Linked DNA regions of Mus musculus: region 1 is linked to region 2. Evidence: chromatin contacts called from public promoter capture Hi-C data. All regions are on one chromosome and are shown on one strand. The core of a region is the stretch at or near the end of the contact, and the rest is flanking DNA. Distances in the headings are between cores, read along the strand shown. Region 1 overlaps Dcps (decapping enzyme, scavenger). Region 2 overlaps Kirrel3 (kirre like nephrin family adhesion molecule 3).

Region 1 (6,040 bases), core at 2,978-5,477, 110 kb after region 2:
GTGTCAATCAGATCTGAAAGAAAGGAGTTCTGCTGAACTACGTTTGTTTACAAGAAGAACTGGGTAATGGTGCACAGTAAGGTAGTTACACGACTCATGTCAACTAGACGAGGGCCTCTCCTCTCGAATCCCAGATATGTACAAACAGCCCCACAGAACGCAAGTTCTAGAAGGTCCCTCTAGGATCCTCCACAGAAGTTATTTACGAATGTAGAGACACTTCCTTTCCACTCAGAAGACAGAACAAATACCCGTTTTGTTGTTGTTGTTGTTGTTTTTTCTTTTAAAGAAAGAGGGTGGGGATGTACAGATTCTGGTAGAATGCTTGCCTAGTATGAATAAGGCCCCATGTTTAATCCCTAATACCACATACACTGAGTGTGGAAATATACACCTGTGACCTTAGCATCTGGGAAAAGGGGCAGGAGGAGTAGAAAGATCTGAAGTTCAAGGTCATCTTCTGCTGCATAGTGAGTATGAGGCCAACCTGAGCTGTGTGAGGCCAACCTGAGCTACACGAGACTTTGTGTGGTTGTTACAGTTTTAAGTGTCAACTTGATACAACAAAAAAAATCACCTAGGCAGAGAGAGTGTCAATGAGGACTCGTCTAGAGCAGGTTGTGGGCATGCCTGTATGGCAGCTGTTTCTCAACCGCCTTGGAGGTTGAATGACCCTTTCAGGGGGGTCGCATATCAGCTATTTACAATTCACAATAGCAAAATTACTGTTATGAAGTATCAGCCAAGTAATGCTATGGCTGGGGGTTGGGGTGGGGGTCACCACAGCATGAGGGAGCATTAAAGGATCACAGCATTAGGAAGGTTGAGAACCACTGCTGTAGGGAACTGTCTTAAGTGATTTCACTGATGAATATGGGTGGGGCCCGCTCCCTGGGTTGGGGCCCTGGACTGAGCAAACGCTGAGAAAGCTGGCCGAGCAGTCAGCATGCAGGTACTCATCCTCTCCGCTCTTACCTGTGGGCGTGATGTGCCCGGTTGTCTCGGCTCCCGACACTGTGACTTCCCCAAAATGATGAGCTGTGGGGAACTGTGAAGCTGGAATTGTGAGCTAAAATAGCCCCACCCCAGGTCGCTTTATATCAGGATATTTTAATCATAGCAGCGGAAAGGAAACTAGGACACCTTGCCTTGATTTTTACAAAAGAGAGGAGAAAATAAAAGACCTTGATCCGAAGGAATCTGTGAGCAAACGCTGCTGGGGGGCGAGGTGGGGGGCACCGGCTGGACTGCCCGGTCTCAGCACATGGCCTCCCGAGTGGAACAACGTCTCCCGCCTCCTCACTTCTCTCCCTTACAACTGAGAGAACAGCAGCCTCCCACTTCTGAACTCAAGAGGAATGGCTGTGTATTCCCACCTAAGAATACTCTCTACCATGTACCCCTGAGTCTGGAAGGAGGATAAAAAGGGCCCAAAGAGAACGCCCGTGAGCGACAGTGGGGAGCCACTGAAGCCAGTGAGTGGGCAAGGAAGTGACTCATCAATATGCATCAATCATATTTAACTGTGAGTAGCCACATGGGGCTAATTCCAGGCAGAGGCTCTGGTTGGCACTGGGCCTAAACCCAAAGAACTGCCAGGATATCTGAGCTAAGCATCCTGTATCTGGCTCAGCCACATCACTCTGTCACCTTTGTATACACAGGTCTATACTAAACACACACTGGGGACGACAGAATACAGCCTGCTGTGGAACGAACACAAGGGGGACTGAGTGACAGGAAGTGTTCGCTCCAAGACTTGGCTCCTGCAGGCTGGATTGCTACAGGAAAGACTAGGGGGATAAGAGGCTGGATCAAGGTCATCTAGCCCAACAGAAGGCTTTTACCCACTCACAGATCTTTAGTGAGGACACAGTCAGAGGCTGTCCAGGGCTACTACAGAGCAGATAACATTTCCCCGGTGAGATGGACTTCTCAGAGAACATCAGTAGCAAGCCCCAGTACCTCATAAAGGGCAAAAGATCACAAAGCCTGCACTGACTGTCCTGAATAAAAGGGCAACCAGCCCACACCAGGCAGCTCTACCCCACAGAGTCCGTCTACACTCCTCTTTGCAGCCTCACAGTCACACAGACTGTCCAGGCCCTTGGGTATTTGTGTACTATTTCTGGGACGACCCCAACAGGGGCTTGCGAAAAGACAAACTAGCTTCAGGACAGTGTATGAGACTTGGCAGTCAGTCACCTGGATGCTAAGGCTCTGGGATTCCAGGTAGGGTAAGGTGATGGTCCTGTAGTCATCTCCAGTCTCTCGGATCAGGCGGAGGTCCTGACGCATGTATTTTTGCAGGTGTTTCTCTGTGGCAGGGTACACCACAGTTGTTTTTATATCTACAACAACACAGCACAGTCTGATTAGAAAGTAAGACCATTAAATTCACGAGGTAAGCAACATTCATGGCCAAAAAAAAAAAAAAAAAAAAAAAAAAAGCTTTTACTCTTGGTTCTCTGGCCCCTCATGATATTAAACACATGTTTCAGGCACAGTGAGTGACCAAAAGTTTCTCACTTCTTGTATGCGAATGGCTAGGCATGTGGCTTTCTGGATGCAAAGCAGGCAGTATAGCTTGAGTCTTAGTGGCTCCCTTAAGTAGCTTAGTGGCTCAGTGTGGACTCTGGAGCCAGGCTGTCTGGGCTTAAGGCCTACCCGTGCCTGCTTCTCACTCGCTCCGAGTAGGACTGTGGCTCCCAGTTGGGAATTTGGTCTAGTTACTTAACTTCTGTGTTACCATCTACCAAGTGAAGACAGCAACAGTTCTTATGTTATATATGAAGTGAGTCAGTTACCTGAGAAGCTCTTAGAGCAATGTCTGCTGCTTATAGAGCACTTCAGAAGTGCTGATGGGGTAAAGGCACATGATAACTTGAATTTAAACCCACATGGTAGATGGAGAAAACCAACTCTTGCAAGCTGGTCTCTGACCTCTGCACACACTGTGGTAACACAAATAAGCACACAACTCGTTAGATGTTGAATCCAGGTTTCTCGGGTAGCACCATCAATGACTCTGGCTTGGATGGCTCTATGGCGCAGTGTACTGTATCGTGTCTAATTCTGCAGTAGCCTAGCCTCAGCTTGGATGCTAGTGTCCCCTTCCTCTGGAACAATCAAATGTCTGTAGAGATTTCCAAACCATCCTTCGGAATGTTAAAAGTGTTTGAATTGTAAAGACTGTGGGATTTTTAAGCTTGTAAAATATTTTATATTGCAGTGTTATTAATCTGTGACCTTGAGGACAATCAAGAAAGGAGAGGCTATAGCTTAACAGTGGTGCGTGTGTCAAGTTGACAATGAGTCAATTGTGCTAGATAGTTTTCTAGCCTCAATTGAGAGAACACCTCCATAAGATCCAGCATTTTCGTAATTAGTGATTGATGGGGGAGGGTCAAAGTGATGCCACCCCTTGGCTGGTGGTCCTGGGTTCTCAAAGAAAGCAGGCTGAGCAAACCACAGGGCACAAGCCAGCAAGAAGAACCCCGTCGTGGCCTTTGCATCAGCTCCTGACTTCAAGTTCCTGCCCTATTTGAGTTTCTATCCTGACTTCCTCCCATGATCAACACTGCTGTGGAAGTTTAAGACAAATTATCCTTTTCCTCTCCAACTTGTTTTTGGTGATGGGTGTTTCAACAAAGCAATAGCAACCCTAACTAGGGCAGAATGTTTGTTTATTTGTGTGTCTGTCTAATTGATACACTTTCACTTTGTAGCCTAGGGCTGGCCTAGAAATCACTAAATAGATCAGGCTGGATTTGAACTTGTGGAGATCCTGCCTTTGTCTCCCAAGTGCTAGAATATCAGTTTTAATAATCAAGAAATCCTGAGCCCAGTGTGCGGGCTCACACTCTTAGTCTAAGCAGGCAAGATCTCTTGTGAGTTTGAGGCCAGTCTAGTGTACAGAGTGAGTTCCAGGGCAAGCCCAGACTGTTACACAGAGAAACCGTGTCTGGAGGGGTCGGGGAGAAATCCTATAATTTTCCTGAGCAGACTACATTCGAATGCTCTGGTCTAGCACCACCTGGCTATGGTTAGGTCACTACTGTCGATAACATGTGGCACAGCTGGTGCCTGAACAAAGGTTACTGGGGGAGGGAAGGATGGTGACCTGGTGTTGCAAAATCAGCTGGATGTTTCTAAAGAGCCCCACACGCTTTCTCTGTGGGACTCAGGTCCGATCATCCAGGGAATAACATTCCCTGAGACTTACATCAGCACCCAGCTGCGAACCAGCAGCCTGCACTTTCACACTGGCTCTGAGGATGCAGATGGTTCTCCTGTACTTGCGTGAATGAGAGGGAGAGCGGTGGGAATTCAGAGCTCATCCAGTGTGCTGCTGAGGACACAGCAGAGGCAAGACTGGAACAAAGGCCACTTTAGCTTGAAGTGGTCTTTCAAGATGGCAACCCAGTTCTTCTAAAGCTCGGTTGCCATATGCAGGTGACACACCAAGCACACACCCATTCCATCGCCTCTGAGACAGGGTGGCATGGTGGAGAGCCCCGAGTATGGGATCAGAGTAGCCAAATAGTTTACCTTTTCTGCTGGGTGACCCTGATCATATGGCCTCTTAGAGGCTCAGATTGTTCGACTGTTAAAAACGGTGAACACAAAAGCTGCCTCTCAGCTGCTGTTAGCATTGAGTAAAGCATGCCGTCTGGATCACCAGGGGAGTTAAGTCTCATTCTCTGGACCTGACCCTGGAAATAAGGCACAAGATCTTCACAACCTTCTGGAAAGAAACTCTTGCTTTTCACTCTTCACGACTCTCTAATAACCCATGGTCAGACACCAGGCACATGAATCTCAAGAGCCAAGAGACTTTGTAAAAGAGACTGAAGGGCACCCTGGACCTTTCCGGGGCCTTGAGGAAAATGACATAACATCTGTAGTGCAAGGTAGAGGATGAGAATAGAAGTTTGGGCCGAGTAGCCTGGGTACAACCCCGGAGTCTGCATCCACTGGCTGTGTGATCAAGGGCAAGCGGCCAACCCTCTCTGTTGCTCAATTTCTCTCACCTATATAACTGACGGTGATAACGGCACTATGCTGGCAGTGTTGGTATGAGAACTACACCAGCCAGCGGGTGGGAGACATTCAGGAACTTTCTCACACACCGAGAGAGAGAGAGAGAGAGAGAGAGAGAGAGAGAGAGAGAGAGAGAGAGAGAGAGAGAGAGAGAGAGAGAGAGAGATATGGGCCTTGGCAAGGGAACTCTCTCAGAGTTGGGGAGAGATCCTGGAACAAAGAGGAGGTTGACACTGGAAAACAGCCTGATTCAGCTGGCAGAGGACGCACGGCCCAGGGCAGGTAGCCTGGGGCTCCTGGGGTTCCAGAGAGTGAGCCCTAGTCTGCCCAGGCTTGTCAAGGATCTGGCCCAGCCACCCAGGGTGCAGGGAGACAGGAATCTCACCGAGCCAGCCCTCACCTGTCCTCCACCCACCTCAGCATGGAGAAACCCCCCAGGCTTTGGCCTTCCTTCCCCAGAAGCTGCTGGAACCCCACAGGGGTTTTTGGAGCCCTGCATGCTAGTGTGAGGCCACAGCCCAGTTAGTTCATTCACCCCCTTTCCTGCTGCACCCACATTTGGGCCACCTCCCGCTGAGTTGACAAGTGCTCTCTCTCTAGGCACACGGTTACAGTTCCCACTGCCAGCCAGATCCCCACAGCAGGGATTCTTGAAGCTTCTTTGCCTCCCTTGGATTTCAGGTCAGCTTGGCAGCCTGGTCAGAGTCTATGGCCCTCCTTTGTCTATTCTCCCCCTACCACTGACTTACCACACAGTTTTCCTGTCCACCTTCCCATGAGAACAAAAAGTTCAAGAACACATTTCACTTATTTATTCTTACTACTCATCCCTGGCACCTCATATGGTAGACATTCAGTGATTACCGCACAAATGAATGCATGAATTTGGCTCTTTTTTTGGATTTTAAACCTTGAAAGAACATTTGTGTCCCAAATGGAATAAGATCTCTTTGTTTTATAAATAAATAAATAAACAAACAAACAAACAAATAAATGT
Region 2 (5,670 bases), core at 1,059-3,558:
CCTACAGATCAAAAGTCTCAGCGTGTCTAAACACCTCTTCCTAATAGGTGCTGCTTTGCATAACGCTTTGCATATAATTTGCATAATACCATCCACACATCATCCAAACCTCCCTGGTCCCCTGTTGCCTATCCTCCCTCTTTGTCTTCCCCCTTGACGTCCTTACCCCTGTGCCCTCCTTTAGTAGTCCCACTCCCACCCTACCCCCACCCTCCCAAACCTCCCCTCGAGGTTTGGCTTTTCTCTCTGTCCCTTCCCCTGCTCCGGAGGGCCATGCCAGGCTGAATGAACTCAAGTTCAGTAGGGGGATCCTGGATCGATGGAGCGGTCCCAGAGACATAACAGAGAAGGGAACCCCGCCCCCTTCACCCTTCCAGGTGACCAATCCCCTGTCCCACCCCCACCCTGGCCAGCCAGGCCCTGGCTGTGGACGCTTGCTTTATTTCCAAACAGGTTCGGAAATGAAGTCGGGAGCCGGGCTGGAAGCAGGTACGGAAGGAGCCGATGAGACTGCCCGGGTTGGAGGGAGGGACTCGGCTAGTAGGGGAGGGGCTCAAAAGGGGGCAGGGAGGCTGCTAAGTTCTCTGTCCTCCCCGCGTCAAAGGTTCAGTGCAGTCAGAGCAGTGGGAGGGGGCTCCCAGCAGCTGGCGTCCAGAGACCCCAAACACTTGCCTGATACCACAGCCCGGGGCTCCTTCCTCTCCAGGACGCAGCTCTTGCTCCCCTCCTACCCTTTGTCCTCAGAAGCCCCGGCTCCCATCCCCGCCCCAGCTTCCCTCTATTTCCAGGCCCTTCCTGACTCTGCTCCTCAGCACATCACCAGCTCAACATCGCTCCCCAGGGGCCTGTGGCCTGTTCCATCCATGCTTGCTGGCTCACCGCCTCCCCTGTTCCCTGTGTCCCTGCCATGGAAGCACCATCTCATCATCAAGCCAACACTGCTGGGCACTGGCCCTCCAGGGCTCCCATAGCAAAGTGCTCATCAGGCTCCATGGGTGGATTTGTTCCATCTAGACAAGTGTTCCCTCTGAATGCCCAGGCAGGACACCAGAGGAGAACAGCAGGACTTGGTGAATCCTACTTCACAGGGCTGGCCAACGCCTGAGGGTCCTCTCAGTTCTCTGCCCACACTGGTTTCCTGGCCTCCGTCACTCTTTTAATGAGCTATATGTAGAGTCTACATTCCCCGCTCCTTGGACACACACGCCCTGCTCAGAGCATCAATCTAGATTACAACCATCCACCAGAGCCCTTGTGGTCTATCCAGAGGCAGCACGCAATTATCTACCACCTACATCTTCAGATCTCTAGAGGTCCAGGTCCTGTGAGGCACTTATTTCATATTCCTTCCTCCTCTGGTGGCTAAGACTCCCGCATGCCCAGTTCCCTTCTTTGGATGAAGAGGAAGCTAAGGACGGCTATCCCTCCCCAGTCCCTCTCAAAGGAATGTTCAGAAAGAAATGGCCTGACAAAAGTGTCCTAAGTCAGAAACCAAGAGGCCAGGAAAAGTAAGGGATGCCACCGGCCTTCAAGGAGCCCTTCTCCTCTGCCCCTGCCTACCCAAGATACACGCACCCCCTGCTATTAACAGTGCAAGAAAATGTGGATTTGGAGGAGCCAAGCCAGCAGTAGCCATACTTCTGCTGCCTCAGCTCCCCGGGTTATGGGTAGAACGTTGAGGCTTGGGGATGTTAAGAGAGAATAGTATGCCTTGGCTCTGAGAGGAGAAGGGATACCCCTGAGTTTTCCTTAGGAAACTCACTAGGAATCCCACAAGTGCTAGAGCAAACACAAAATAAAGAAATCCAAACCACAGGACTAATGAGGTTTAACTAGGAACACCTGTTTGCCAAAGTCAGCTTGGCTGAGATCTCCTCTTTCCTAGTCCTGATTTCTGAGTCCAACCCTTTCTGTCCTTGGGATTTTGCCATCCTTACTTCCTCTTGGTCACCTCCTGTCACCTCTGTAGGTCGTGGCCACTAACAAATAGGTAGGTAACAAGAGAGAGTTCGTGTGCGAATTCTGGGGTACTGTGACACCAGGCCTGTCGAATAGGTGCCCCCTACCTCACAGCAACAGCTTGGGGGCCAGAATGTCAGTGTTTCCTTCTATTTAGTAAACAGGGGTCAGGGAGCAGAGCACTCAGTATTCGTGAAACCCTGAGTTTCATTCCCAAAACATCAAAAGGAAAAAAAAAAAAAAAAGAACAGTGATATTCTAAGCAGAGCTCCAGAATGCCTCGCCTTCTGTGGGTCATCCAAGCTGCACTGATGAACGTGGGTGGGGAAGGAGCTCAGACGTTCAGAGGAATTTCCTCTCAGTTAAGGCTACTGTCTGCTACTGTCCTCCCACAAAGAAACTGGAACAAACATTTAAAGGAGGCTGGGCCCTTGGCTCTGCTCCAAGACATTTCCTCTCACTCTTCTACCTAAAGTCCTTAAAGACCTCTAAAGGCACACTATTACTACTCCATTTTACAGACAAGAGACAAGGAAACATAGGGTAAGATGTTCAGAGGGTGTGATAGAGCAAGGGACACAACCGGGCAGCAGTCCGGAGAACACCATGTGACACAGATATTAGTGGGGTGGAGTTGGGAGGAGGATGAGGAGACCTGGATTGACCTCGTTCACACAGAGAAGGCACACACATGTCCATGAACCTGGAGTCACTGATACCTTTGGGCTTCAGTGTCCTTCCCAAATGAGCGGCTTGGGTTCATTATAATCCAGTTTCACCCTTCCTCAGAATTTCTAAGAGCTGTTCGGAGCTACAGATAGACTACTCAGGGCCTAAAGTCATGTTCTTGGGGCCTATGTGCATCCATCTGCTTTACAGAAAAGCAGTCTCCCTGTCCCCCACCCCCACTCCCTGCCCCCAGCACGACCTGCTAGTCCTGCCCATTTGGCAAGGACCAGAGGCAGACTGGGGGTTGCGCCAGGGTGACAGTTCTGTACCTTTCGGGATGGAAGCAGATGGTGGATGTTGAAGGGCTGGTCTTGGAGGAGAAGGGTATGGAGGTCAAGAAAAAAGAAAGGACCCTTTCTCCTGAGCATTGTGGTAGCGTGGAAGCTGTGATGCAACTCCCCTGCTCCCAAGGCTTGGATATGTGTGGAGCACAGCAGGTCCTGATTCCCAGCAGGCCAGAGGAGGAAGTTGCCTCAGAGCTGAAAGCCCTGAGTTGTCTCTATGTACCCACCTTGTTCCACAGAAAGGGAAGTAAGGAGACAGGAGCCATTGCCTTTGTTGTTGTTGTCGTTGTTGTTGTTGTCAAAGGAAAGCCATGGACTTATGACTCACTAACCACTACATGCATTATAAATCCCTCCCTGAATGCTGAAGAGAGCTAAATTAGGCCAGCCTCGACCTGCATCTCCAGTTTTCCTCTCCCTGGCTCTCTACCCTGTTCTAGCATCTACCCCTTTCCCCTGGCTCCTCCCTACTCTCCACCTACCTTATATCCCGTACCCAGGCTCAACAATCCTATCCAGAGCTAACCCCCTATTGAACTGACTGTGCCTGCCCAGGCCCACCGAGGCATGCCCAGGAAAGTCCCACATGGCAGTGGTCTGGCCCCAGCTTGGCAGGGGCTGCACCTGGGGGACTGGGTGGGGCCCTAGCAGGACAGTAGTTTTCTCCTTCCCTCATCAGCCTTGTCTGTTTCTTTCCCGCAGAGTCTGTACCAATGGCCGTCATCATCGGGGTGGCCGTAGGAGCTGGCGTGGCCTTCCTCGTCCTAATGGCAACCATTGTGGCCTTCTGCTGTGCCCGTTCCCAGAGAAGTACGGGAGGGAGACCCGGGATCTCAGGGAGGGGGACAGAGAAAAAGGCCAGGCTTAGACTGCCCAGGAGAGCAAGTAAGCAGGAGTACAAAGAACAGGGGCCACAACAATGTTGTGAGCTCCTGGGGCAGGGATGGGTATGGTGTGCTGTTATGCACCTGGAGGGTGTCTGGCAGCAAGTGGGAACCCTACTGAGGCTGACCCGAACTCAACTGGCCTCCAAGTAGCAGGACAGTCCACTAGCACTTTGGGTTGGACACACAGCACTGTTATTTGGAGTGCATAGAAAACCTCAGAGGGAACAGGGTGGCTTGACCCTCCTTGCTCTGCAAAGACTGCTAGCTTAGCCTGAAAAGCAAGCCGCCCACACAGGGCACAAAAGCATGTGAAGAACTGCCCTGGACGGGCTTTTCAAGGTTTTTTATCTTTAGCAATACAGTTCTAAGGGGCCAGGACACTCTTAAAGAGCATATGGACATGGGGCCTCTGTACTGGGCTCAACTCTGGAGTAAGGGAGAGGTAGGATGGCAGAGGAAGTGCCCTGGGCAAGTCACATCTATTTATAGCCTTCATTTCCTTACTGGTGATATTAGAGGCTTGGGTGGTATAGCTTTTATCACCCCAACCACCTCTGAGCTTCTAGGATCAGAATACACTGAGTCACCAGGCCAAGCTATGATCACCTTGCATCCTTCACTTGTTAGAGGAAGCTACTTATCCCCCTCACATATCCTCCATTCCCAGCTGAGCAACCTTACCACCTTGTGGTAATCCAACACAAGAGCCTTGAAACCTCCCTTGCTGCCTTTCCATGGATATGACAAGGGAGAATATTTCAACAAGATTTGTCTAACAGGCTGCTCCTGTAGTTCAGGGTAGCTAGACCTCTGTGTACTCTGGATTGGCTGAAAGACCTTACGGTCTTTTTAACATTAAGATTTGTGGCCCTATAACTGGAGAGCTCAAATCCAGGCAGCAACAGACAGAGAAGACTTCTCAAAGTGAGAAGGGACTCAGGGTGACAGATCCTAGCCAGATGAGATAGAGGGATGGATGAGGACAACCTCTCTAACCACAGGACATGCTGCAGAAGCTAGGTGGCCTACACAACCAGTCTTTGAGGCCCTTCCAGCCAACAGTCGATCTCTACAGAAGTTCTGTGGGTGGGGGCCTGCAAAACTGACGTTTCAGAGTCTGAGGGGAGGTTAAATCCTGAGATGGAACGGGTATCAGGGGGTATAAGGGTGGCAGCAGGGGGTTGTGGGGCAGTTGACATGCCTTGCCTAAGAATGAGGACTGAATTCTTTGTCTACACTTTCCTATCTTATGTCCAGATCTCAAAGGTGTTGTATCAGCCAAAAATGATATTCGAGTGGAAATTGTGCACAAGGAGCCATCTTCTGGCCGGGAGGCTGAGGACCACACCACCATAAAGCAGCTGATGGTAAGAGCACAGCCTATGCCCCACTCCATCCTGAGCACACAGACTTCCCGATGCTCTCCATACTGCTGACAGGTAGCACATCCAGGCAAACCCCTCCTGCCCCCAAAGTAAGCCGGGCATGCACTCAGCCAATGAGCATTTATTTGTGCCTCTGTGACGTGATGGGGGAGATTCAAATACAACTTTGATGCAGTTCTTGACCTGGATCCTGACCACTGAGTAAGGAAAGAACCTGTGCTTGAATTCACATGTGTGGCTGCGTACATGTGAATTCAATGTGATCCTCTTCCTGATCCTCTCTGCAAGAACTGGAATCCTCCCAACTGTCCAGGCAGACTCACATGGGGAGAGGCATGGTATAGATATTCGATGCATTTTTTCTCCTCTTCCCTCTTCACACACACACACACACACATCTGCCAGAAACCCTGGTTTCTTCTTGGG

The links. Promoter capture Hi-C pulls out the DNA fragments that hold promoters and counts their contacts.
Region 1: a contact with region 2 is called in a promoter capture Hi-C map of liver. The contact joins two enhancer-like sites. A contact is called at or near these places in 4 of 39 promoter capture datasets (the C10 cell line, liver, neutrophils and 1 more), 8 of 484 Hi-C or Micro-C datasets (bone marrow-derived macrophages, cortical neurons, group 2 innate lymphoid cells and 1 more), 8 of 115 datasets of contacts at active chromatin or transcription factors (the HPC-7 cell line, cardiomyocytes, embryonic stem cells and 4 more) and 3 of 9 other capture datasets (adipose tissue, embryonic stem cells and liver).

Annotation. Positions count from the first base shown.
Region 1 is chr9:35,134,139-35,140,178 of GRCm38.p6, forward strand. Dcps (decapping enzyme, scavenger) reads right to left here. Exons shown (of 6, transcript NM_027030.2): 3 at 2,206-2,351. Among named protein-coding and RNA genes, the nearest start is that of Gm24262, 7.5 kb to the right of the region's middle. Within about 2 kb of position 4,228, at least 19 of the 459 cell types and tissues checked have an H3K27ac peak or open chromatin away from gene starts, as enhancers often do. A contact at or near this core is called in hepatocytes and liver, where this site is marked.
Region 2 is chr9:35,024,658-35,030,327 of GRCm38.p6, forward strand. It overlaps Kirrel3 (kirre like nephrin family adhesion molecule 3), which reads left to right. Exons shown (of 17, transcript NM_001190911.1): 13 at 454-489; 14 at 3,675-3,782; 15 at 5,117-5,226. Among named protein-coding and RNA genes, the nearest start is that of Kirrel3os, 20 kb to the left of the region's middle. Within about 2 kb of position 2,309, at least 32 of the 459 cell types and tissues checked have an H3K27ac peak or open chromatin away from gene starts, as enhancers often do. A contact at or near this core is called in hepatocytes and liver, where this site is marked.